Regions from separate parts of the Anser cygnoides genome. Here region 2 is linked to region 1. Evidence: chromatin contacts called from public Hi-C data. All regions are on one chromosome and are shown on one strand. Each heading gives the region's core, a stretch centred on a gene start, on an enhancer-like site or on the middle of the called end of the contact. The rest is flanking DNA. Distances are from core to core; before and after follow the strand shown.

Region 1 (5,653 bases), core at 2,003-4,502:
GTGGGGGCACCTCCGAGCCGCACCCCCCAGCCGCGGGACGGTCGGTGTCAAAGGCGAGCTGCGATGACCCCCAAAACAGCCGCTGACAGCCCCCGTGAGCCGCTGGAAACATAAGGCGGTGCCAAAGCAACCCATGACGCCCCCAAAAACAGCCGCCGTCAGCCCCTGTGTTCCACCGGAAATATGGCAGAGCCAAACCAACCCGTGACACCCCAAAAACAACCACTATCAGCCCCCAAAACCAGACGCTGTCAGCCCCCATGAGCCGCTGGAATCATAAGGCGGTGCCAAATCAACCTGTCACACCCCCAAAAACAGCCACCGTCAGCCCCCGTGAGCTTCTGGAAACCTGAGATGGTGCCAAAACAACCTGTTACATCCCCAAAAACAGCCGCTGTCAGCCGCCGTGTGCCACTGGAAACCCAAACGCCTCAGAGCTGGAGCCAGGACCTGAGGGATGCTGTGAGGGAGGAAAGCCCCACTGATGGGTGCAGCTCGCTCGTCACGGCTTCGTTAGGACTGACGGCCACCCGGCAGCTCGCAGTTGGTGTGGGGATCAGGAACAGCACTCAGATATCACTTGGGGTGCCTGGAAGGTGCCCTGATAGGGAACAGGACAGTGCCACCAGGATTTGGGGTGTCAGGCTCCTGGGACACGTGCCAGGATGACCCCGTACCTCACTGTGGCCTGGCCACCTCGCTTCGCCTTGCTCTCATGATGAGCTGCCCCGGCACACATCCCTCTCCTCTCTCAACAATTCTCAGCTGGCTCACAAGAAGGTCAGAAGTCAAAACATTCGATAAATAATAAATGCCGAGTCCATCATATTTGCTTTTTTTTTCCATCTGCAGGGTTGCTATTTTCCAAGACCTCTCCTACAAGTCGAAGCATCAGAAACCTATTTTAAAACATAATGAAGTCTGATATTCTCGTAAAAGTGTCTTACATCAGTTAATAAATACTTAAGGGAAACACTAGTATTACAAGACCAGTCACAAAACTACCATGATGTATGGCAATGTTTCCATGCTATTATTCAGCATATCTAAGTATAAAAATATAGAGAACATATACATAGGACTACACAAATAGTACTTTAAAAAGATGAAGAGACAATCTCTGCCTCAAGAAATCCACAATACCAAGGCTTGGTCCTGCAAGATACTGAGTATGGCTACTCAAGACGATACTTCATGCATTAGAAATTCAAAAAAGCCAGCAAGCAATTAACCTGATAAATATTACAAACACGCTGAGGCATCCTGACTGCAAAGTAGCCAGAACCTTATTTCTGTCTTATTCCACCCTTATATTGAAAACACCTACATGTTTCCAGTGGTGAGGCCGAATCTGGTTATGACAGAAAAAGTTCCGATAGCTTTAGTTCTGAAGACGTTTTTAAATATCTCCCTTTAGAAGGTGTGGAAGGAATATATTATTTAGTCAAAAATAGACTCACAAACGGCCTTTCACAAATACGAATCTTATAAAATGGTACCTTATCCAGTGCTTAAATAAAACACACCACACTTTAGTTTATAGACTCTCCTTAATGGCAAATGTTTACCAAGAGTTACCAATTCTGTACGGCTGCCTTTCTGCACCAGGTGTGAGCAACAGAGCTCTGAATCAGAGGAACCAGAAGTAACCTAACATAGCAGGTAGCTAATTTTTCTTTTTTTTTTTTTTTTTCAGTTACAAATGGAGTTACCTGCTTTACGTTTGTGAATAAATAATAGTATGAAATACCAGTGCATTTTGTCTAAGCGTGTTCTATTTTTATGAACCTGTGGACTGAGCAACTAAAAACCCCTTTTCAGATCCAAGTATTTCACCTCTTTTACATGAAATTAAAACTCTCAAAAAGCTAGCGATAACAGCTTTGTGCTAAAATCCAAATTCTATGGTACAGCACTTTCCCCATGCGACTTTTTTCTTACAAGGTCTCAAAACCATAACAGAGCAATGGGATTACTGTCTTGAGTAAGTACAATGAACTGCTCAGTAATATTTTTTACTGACAGTCTACCTAGAAAGATCCTCACGTTCTAGGAATTTACTGTGTAATGTGACCACCCTTAATTTGCATTGTCAGCTACCACTTACAAAACAGTATCAGGAAGCAAAGGCCTGCCCAGCCCAGCTAGTGCTTCTTTACCAAAGAACAGTGTTTTTCAGAAATAGTGTTTTGCAGAAAAAGGACAGACTGCCTTAAATACTAGCCAAGTATTTTTGTTGACATTTGCACAACATTCTAAAAAATCCAAGGTTTTGTTTATTCACAAATGTATTTACTTTTTATTTGTATATTTTTTAAGCAGGTAGCTTTGACTTAAGTTGGGCCTTATTTTTCCTGTTTTTCTCTGACTCTTCTCTACCTAGTAGTCTGATAGTATCTTAATCATATCGATCAATGGTATTTTTGTAGTGCCAGCGTCTGTGTCTCATGACTAACTCCTGTTCCAAGAAACCAGCCCTGTATTGTGATGTTTGCAGTAAGTTTCATGGACATTTGCTTTTCTCACTTCCTCCGTTCCAAGATTTGTTGGGTATATGGGAACCATCATAGTAGATTAGCCCATCTGTTCCGCATCCCCCTCAGAACTGTGACTGGTACCAAACAATTCAGAATTCATTTATTTATTTTATTTATTTATTTAATTTTATTTTTTTTTCTGGGCTTTGCCTTTAGGGACAGACAGCAAATGTTTGATTTTAGTTTGATTTGGAAGAAAAAAAAATTATGTTCTACCAAGCTGACTGAGAACTGGAATCCAAACTCTGAATATCTTTAATATCAATATTTGAATATCTCAGGGCACAGCCCCTAACGCTTCTCCTGGTGCCTGCTGCCCTGCCTCCAGCAGGAAGCTGCAAACCTCTCGAAATTGCCGTTTCTGGGGAAGGAAGGAAGGCCGATAGGCATCTGGCGGCCACCTAAACCAGATCAAAACGGTCTTAAACCAGATCAAACCGCTCGGCGCCTTTCTATGGCTTCCCAGGGCTCTGGGGAGGCTTCCCGAGCATGGGGGCCCAGCTCACGGCCGGCCCCGGGCCCTCCCGTGGGGAAATGACGGCGGGCACAGCGTGAGGTGAGGGGGGCGTAAGGTCGGGGGGCGCCCCCGGCCGGGCCGCACCGCCCTCCCCTCAGGCAGCGCCCGCCCCGCCCTCCCCGGCCGGGCCCCGCCGCGCGGCCGTTGGTTGGTCAAGTGCTCGCGAAGGGGCGGGACGACTCGGAGAAAATCCCCCAATAAAACGCCGGGAGGGGAGGGGCCTCTAGGGAGGTGCTGAATTGTGATTGGTTGCATCCCGCGGTGGGCGGAGCTAGAGCAGCGCGCGAAGACTCGAAGCGGTTTCCTACGCGGCCCGGGCCATGGCGGAGGCGGCGGCGGCCCCCGCTGAGGTGAGTCTCGCCGCTCCGCGCCGCCGGCTGGGGGCGGACACGGGGCTCCTGCGGGCGCGGCGCGGCGGAGGGCTGGGAAGGGCGGCAAGCGAAGTGGCGGCGGCTCCCCGTTGGCTCCCGGTGACATCGCGCTCACCTCCCTCCTTCCCTCCCTTGTTGGCGGAAACTACACTTCCCAGCACGCCCTGCGGCGGCGTCTCCCCGCACTTCCGTCTCGCCGCCCGCGGGGCGTGCTGGGAAGCTTGAGCTCGGCTTATCCCTGCGGGTGTACGCGGGGAGGGGCGGGGCCGCGGGGCGTGCTGGGAGGGCGGCAGCGAGCTGGGGCGGGCGCGGTGCATGCCGGGAGCGCGCGGGCCGGGGCCGTCGGGGGCGGCCCCGTGAGAGGGGCGAAGTCGTCGGTGCTCGGCGCCCGATGTGACTGTGGGACTCCCCCAGCACGGGCTTTTTTTATTTTTTCCTACGTGCGAGCTCAGCTTAAGCATGTTTAAATACTAATAAAGCTTGCTGTGGTGTGTTCTTTCTTCATAAAGTGTCAATTAAGCGTGCAAATATCACGGTGTGCGTGTGTGGGGGGGGGATCCTGCGCAGGGGCTGGGCGAGGCCTTGGGGCGAAGTCGGGCTCCGTCAGGCGCCGCAGCGCGGGGGGCGCTTGCGGTGTTACGGAACGGGGCCTGGTGCTTTGTGCTTGCAGCTCGAAGGTCCCGGTTCAGGCGTGCAGAAGAGCCCTGACAGCGACTCGGACAGCGGGCAGGGCAGCTGCGAGACGGCCTCGCCACGGCTCCTCCCCGCCGGGCCAGCGGATCTCGGTGACAGAGGTCTGTGAGGTGTCGGGAGCTGGGCCTGCGGGCTGTCATCTAAAAGAGTCCTTTTTTTTTACAAATAAATATGTGGGAAGTTGAGATTGGTTGACCTCTATGAATCCAAAATGCCCTCTTTTGTGGCTTAAAATACAGGCAGAAAGCTCAAAATCCCCCCCCCCCAAAAAAAAAGTTTTTGAGGTACAGAAAGTGCAGTGGTAAATCAGATGTGTTTTATTTGCTTATTTCTTTTCTTTTTATGATTTTCTTAATCTACCAAATCAATAGTTTGCTTAATCTATGCATTTACTTACTGTAGTTTCATTATTATTTCAACTCACTAATATATCAGTGAAAGATTTTCTGTTCTGCCTTTTCTTTGACAAAGACTTGGAACCTATAACATCAATTTGGATTGATTATCTGTTACACTATAGGGAGAAGTGGATTTTGAAAACTTGATTTCACACTGATTAGCTGTAGTTGTTGACATCTGTGAAATTTAACAGGCTGCTTGTTAATGAACTCGTGAAGTTTACCTTTCCATAACATGCATCACTTCTTGTCTTTTAATATAATCTGTCAGATTCGGAGGAAGAGATTTTTGTGAGTAAAAAAGCAAAAAGCAAGAAGGTGCTTCAGGACAGTGAAAGTGAAGATGGAGAAGATGGTGGCTCTCCTGTGCAGAATGACGCTCTGGGCGGAGACATAGAAAGTGGAGAGGAAAAAGAGAACATTCTTGTCCAGAAGAACAAAAAATGTCGTCGGATTCGCCAGTTTCTGCTGGATAGCGATGACAGTGACACTGGAGACCATTTGCAGATCGAAAACCTTGAAACAAGCAGAAGGGCTGTCTTGCCTGAGAAGGAGTTGGAAGAGGAGAGACCACTGAAATCTGGGAAAAAATACAGAAAACATGAAAACAATTTTGAAGAAGAGATGATTAAAAAAAATGTAGTAAGATCTAGAAGAAAGGAGAAGGAGAGGGAGAGAAGAATTGCGTCCATCAAACAGCTGAAAAAAGAAAAGAAGCCTAGAGCAGAGGTATTTGTTTTTGGCAGAAATTCTCAGACACTTTCTCCACTAAGTTAAATTTATAACTTTGTTTGATTATTTTCTTTCAATGCTTCAGCATCACTTGTGTCCACATTACTACAGGGGCTACAGTATAGAATCCACAAGGATCTGTTGTACACCCTGCAAATCTACCAGTTTCACTTGCAAAGTACAAACCCTAATGCCTGATGACTTCACATTAGTGCACGTGAAGCCAGGCAGGAAATCTCTGAGTTTTGTTTCTAGCTCATCGTGGGCTTGTTCTGTGCACAAAGTGCTTTGTTTCATATTTCTGCTTTTTGCTACACTGCCACGCTAGTTTCTGGTGAAAACTTTGGGCTACTTTCAAATTTGAATTCTTCTCTGAATAAACGGCTGCTTGTGAGGCTGTGTATT
Region 2 (5,653 bases), core at 2,068-4,567, 230 kb after region 1:
AACCCTTTCAGGTTGAGAGAACACAGTCTCCAGCAGAATTTGTGAACTGTGGGTGCCTGTAATGGTCAGACAGCAGACTTCCCTGCAGATCCTATATTATCTTTTCTGTAGACTCTTCAGCCTGATTCAGATCTCATTTATTCCACTATAAATCAAGATTATATCCAATGAAATCAATGATGTTACTGTGCAAAAACAATCAACCCTTGCAGTCGTTCTCTGCATTTGCTTTACTATCACTGTAATCTCTTATCTGGCCCTGCATTACTTTCACTCATCTGGGTTAAAAAATGGCCTGCGGGCATATTTGTCATAGTGTACAGGAAAAACCTCTCGGAGAGCAGATTTAATCAGTACTCAAGCAGGGAGTGAAAACAGTGGAGGAGGGAGGGAGAGAACTCTCATCATCAAGTGCCACAGGAAAGTTGCTGAGCATTCTGCTGTGGGGCTGAACGGCTGTTGCAGCTATTAGCCACTCCTTTCATCCCCTCTCTGAGCATTATGCACCAGAGGTTGCTGTAGGCATTTTACTTTCTCCTTTATTCTTTAAAGGTGACGCTCTTATTCATGAAACTGTTGAGCCCTGGAATAATGAAAACGTTCTGCAGAAATCCCTGCTGTTCCAGACAGGTTTATCAGAAAGCACCACAGACTTGACTAGCAGAGCCTTTAGCAGGCTCCAAATTTCTGGGTGTCTCACTGCTGTGATCTCTCTGTCTGCTCCTGTCTTTTGCTTCATGATTTTTTTTTTTAAATTGCTGAACATCGATGTCCAGTTCAGTGTTACTACGTGAATTTTTGCAAACAGCCATTAAACTTTCCTCCTAGATCAAAAAAATGCCCAGGGAATACCCAGGAAATGCAGACACAGCATCTCCTCACAACATTTAATTGCTTCTTTTGGTGGTGTACTTTACTGCGACTCGTGCAATTTTAGTATTTGTAGATGGGAAACAGAACCTCATGGGGTAATTATTCTTACTTAGCAGGTTGGACACATGCAGCTCTTCCCTCCTGCAATTAATAATATAGAGATAGATAAGATTTCTTCATGTCAGTTTTTTGTTTATGTTTATAGGAGGAGGAAATGGATTAGGGAAAAATTATCTAAATGAACCACCTGCTGAGATCCATGCATTTCTTACCTGGAGATTACCCTTCGCTTGATGGCAACTGAGACATTCCTAACCTCAGACCTCCATGTCAGCCTCATTCCTTCCTTCAAATATTTCTTTCAAAGCCTGCCACAGGTCTTTTTCTCTCTTCAGCTGCAGACCACTGAAGTTGTCCTGATGAGTTTCCAGTCTCAGGCACAATGTTTATTTGGAGTGGGACATGCTGTGGAGAACATCCTCTTTTTTTTTTTTTTTTTTTTTTTTTTTCTATTAGAACAGCAAGCTGCCTAGTGTGAATATTTACAAAATCAGGTGATTGTTAGCAGAAGCCATTTTTATTTTAAGTCCTGGAACCTATATTGGTGTTTGTTTGATTTCAGTGCCAGGGTAAACATTCACATTGCAGTTACAGTGTTACAAAAGCAGGTACTCATATCCAGGCCACTACTAGACACATGGAAGTTTAAAGCTACTTTGTAGACTTCAGATGAGTTGTCCGTATCTATGCGGGTCAAGGACTGGAATTTTACTCACTATTTCTTTCAAAGGATGATAAAAGTGAATACCTCCCTAAAATATAGTTCACTTGTACTTAGGACACAACAAAGGTGAAAACAACTCTTTTATACTCAGTATTTTTGTTGCTTTCTGAACAGAAACAACCAAGTGTTGCAACGAGGCCGTGCCAGTTTTTGTGCAGTAGGAGCCAGTCCCAAATTTCTTCTTCCAGCGCTTTAACCTCTGAGACACCTCGTGGTGGAAGCGTTTACTGCTCGTACTGCGGGGCTGACATCTCAGGGAGAATCCATTTTAGAACAGGACTTGGGGCTTTCTTTCTGCTGCAGTTGGAAGTGGCTAAAGTCATAAACCTGGTGTAATACCGATTTGGGGAAAAGATGGATCTCTAGCAATTTTTTATTTTAAAACTTTAAAGCCACAGGGAAATTCATTTTGTTTGAAGCAATGAAGTCTGCCTTTGCCCAGGGCTTCACAAATATTTTTGAGATAGCTTGATAATATTTTATCACAGCAATGCAACAGTTACAGTTTCTGTCCACATAAGGCAAGCATGTGGCTTTCACTTGGGCTTCACATAAAGTTTGTTTATTGTGATCTGAAACTGAATGTGAAACATCAGTGGGAGCCTGGGAGCCTCGATGGAGGAAAACCTTCATTGAAAATGTCATGTTGTTCTAACATTATCACACTAAATGCGTCTCCAGTGCAACACCACTGAAACCAATGATGCTAAATACATGGAAAGTACTTTTGGCCTGTTTTCTGTATTAGAATGTGTAATTTTGTCACCATAACTGCTACAAGTTTTTACAGCATCTTTGTTTTTCTACTCAGAAATCACAGACACGTATACCACTGAAAGAAGTGGTTTACATTGTTGTAAAATTGGGGGAATTGACATCCACTTTCTTATCAGCGAAGGTGATGAGCACAGAGCTGTGTCCTTTGTTTGCAAGGCGCTTGCAAATTGCAATGGCTTTAATCAGTTGAAATATCCATTTCTGCTACTTCCCTGTTAGGTTTTTCAAACAAAATTGGGTGAAAGCACTCGCAGCCGCGACCTCCTGACAGGAGTTGTGCAACACCGCCCGCTTCGAACGAACAAATAGAAACTCGTATGGCAAATGTGCTCTCAAAGTAGGAGGGAAAGGCGCCAGCTGTGCTGAAAGGAGCCAAAATCGTTTTGAAAAGAGAGCTGAGACCCAGATTTTATTCTATTTTATTTTATTTATTTATTTATTGTTTTTTCTCTCAGCTAAAGCCTGCGGCTGCTGTGACACGAACTCCTCAAGGCCCCGTTCCCCTGCTGTGGGGCTGCTGAGACGAGGCCGGGACCCCCGGGGTTGCCCGGGCGCCGTAGCCCCGGCGGCTTCGCGCCCGACTGACTCCGTGGGCAGCCAATCAGGAGCCGCGCTTCCGCCCTAAGCTCGCCTCCCGCCGCTCAAACTGCCCAATCAGCACGCGGGAGGTTAACGGATCATCGTTCCCCTATGTCGGCGGTCAAATGAACCAATCGGCTGAGGGCAGGCGCTTTACCAATAAGATCAAAGAGTTAGGGGAAGAGGGGCACGCGATTGGCCACTCGGCCTATCGGTCTTCACCCCCGCGGCGGGCGATTGGCTATTGGGGGCTAGGGGGCGGCTTCCGGGGGCGGGGAAGGTATATTAGAGGCGGACAAAGGCGGCGGTGAGGCCGTTTAGCTCGCCGCCATTTTGCGCAGCGGGCTCCGAGGAGCAGCAGCGGGGGCCCTCTCTCCTCCTCCTCCTCCTCCTCTACCACCACCACCACCATGTCGCGGGATCGGTTCCGTAGCCGTGGCGGCGGCGGTGGCGGCTTCCACCGGCGAGGCGGCGGCGGTGGCCGCGGCGGCCCCAACCACGATTTCCGCTCCCCGCCGCCCGGCATGGGGATGGGCCAGAACCGCGGGCCTATGGGGGGCGGCCCGCAGGGCCCGGGCGGCCCGCCGGGCGGCGGCCCGAAGCCCGAACCGCCGAAGCCGCCCGCGTCGACCTCGGCTCCGCCGCCTTCGTCCTCTTCGTCCGCCTCTACCACGGCGGGGCCCGCCGGCAGCCAACCCGGACCTGGGGCGCCTCCGCCGGCAGCTCTGCCCGCGGGGCAGCCGCCGCAGCAGCAGGCGCAGGGTTCCGCGCCCGCCTCAGCTCCCCCCGGCCCCGGGGGGCAGCCTCAGCCGCAGCCCAAGCCGAGCCCCAGCCCCACGCCGGCCGGAGGCCCTAAGAAAGGCCAAGGACAGTCGCCCGGCGGCGGGCCCAAGGGGCCGGGCGGACCCCAGCAGGGGCCGGGCGGGCCGCATAAAGGCGGGCCGGGCCACCGCGGCGGGCCGGGCGGAGAGCCGCGGGGCCGCGGGCAGCAGCACCAGGGACAGCAGAGCCTCTCGTCGCAGCAGGGCCCGGCCGGAGGCGGCGGAGGCGAAAAGCTTTCGGACGAGGTGAGTCATGGCGCCCTCCCCCCTCCCCGAGCCACAAGATGGCGGCGGCCGCCATGGGGGCCCCGCGCGCCGCGGCCGCCATTTTGAGGGGAGGAGCGCGGGGCCGGGGGGCGCAGCGGGGCCGGGGGACGCCGGGCCGCGGGGCGAGACCGCCTGAGGGGATTCGGGGGAGCCACGGGGCCGTATCGGCCTGCCCCCCACCGGTTGGGGAGCTGCGGGGCCGCGATCACGCAGGGATGGCTCGAACCGCTTTGCTTCTTCGTAGGGTTTTAAAGCGAATCTCTCGCTTCTGAGGCGGCCCGGGGAGAAGACCTATACTCAGCGCTGTCGTTTGTTTGTGGGGAATTTGCCTGCTGATATAACGGATGAAGACTTTAAGAGGTTGTTTGCCAAGTATGGGGAGCCAGGAGAGGTTTTTATCAACAAAGGGAAAGGCTTTGGATTCATTAAACTGGTAGGCTTTCATACTGTATGTCCACCTCCTTAAAATTCTCCCGAAATAGTAATTTGTAACGTGATTTTCTAAAGCTGGGTCTTAAACTTCCCTCAGGAATCCAGAGCTCTTGCAGAAATCGCGAAGGCAGAATTGGATGATACCCCTATGAGGGGTCGACAGCTTCGTGTTCGGTTTGCCACACATGCTGCTGCTCTTTCAGTGCGTAATCTGTCACCTTATGTCTCCAACGAGTTACTCGAGGAAGCATTTTCCCAGTTTGGTCCAGTGGAAAGAGCTGTTGTGATTGTAGATGATCGAGGTAGATCAACAGGAAAAGGCATTGTTGAGTTTGCATCAAAGCCAGCTGCTCGAAAAGCATTTGAACGGTGTACTGAAGGAGTGTTTTTGTTGACAACGTAAGTGTTTTGCTTCCTAGGATTTTTAGTTTTAAGCTGCATAGAGTTGTCAGTTGCTTCTAGCTTTTCGGAGTGGAGATTGCTATGGAAATGTAAAACGTGTATTTTGTGTTCAGCACTCCTAGGCCGGTTATTGTGGAACCACTGGAACAACTGGATGATGAAGATGGTCTTCCAGAAAAGCTTGCTCAGAAGAATCCAATGTATCAAAAGTAGGCACTGTCTTTTGTTATAAACAGTATATAGATAACATAGTGTGATCCCAGACTCTGAAAGAGTTAGCAGTTTTTCAAATCTGGCTTTGAATATCCCAAAGAAACAGTGCATAAATATCAGCCTTTTAACATATTTTTTGGTAAGTGTACCTGCACAGCTCTTAAATTAGACTTCAGTTGTTTGCTCATACTGTTGTTGAAAGTTATCTTAAGGCACATAGCATGTTGATATGAAAGGGAACAGTAAATTGTTTATTACTTAAAAAGAAAACTAAAATTTTAATTTGTTTCCTAACTAATAAAGTTCCCAATGGATTTGCCTTATGAGGCTGACTGCTGCACATGAAAAATGCAGTGGTAGATGAGTTTTTCCTCTAGTAATGTTAGCTTAAGACTTCTGTAGTAAGTCTATTAGAGAAATGTTTTTCAGGTTGCCAAAGGGAGTGGAGAGGGAAGATCTTGTGGGTCTTGAAACAAGTGTGTTCAAAATGGCTTGTTAAGATCAA

Evidence for each region. Hi-C and Micro-C count contacts between places; a contact is called where the count stands out from the background.
Region 2: a contact with region 1 is called in a Hi-C map of liver, with 1.7 times the contacts expected there. The contact joins the promoter of SFPQ here to the promoter of CLSPN in region 1. A contact is called at or near these places in 2 of 7 Hi-C or Micro-C datasets (granulosa cells and liver).

The regions. Positions count from the first base shown.
Region 1 is chr24:5,415,779-5,421,431 of Taihu_goose_T2T_genome, forward strand. CLSPN (claspin) reads left to right here and starts at 3,253. Exons shown (of 25, transcript XM_048052688.2): 1 at 3,253-3,404; 2 at 4,096-4,219; 3 at 4,788-5,245. The coding sequence starts at 3,375.
Region 2 is chr24:5,641,344-5,646,996 of Taihu_goose_T2T_genome, forward strand. SFPQ (splicing factor proline and glutamine rich) reads left to right here and starts at 3,318. Exons shown (of 12, transcript XR_007159635.2): 1 at 3,318-4,080; 2 at 4,346-4,534; 3 at 4,631-4,932; 4 at 5,049-5,144.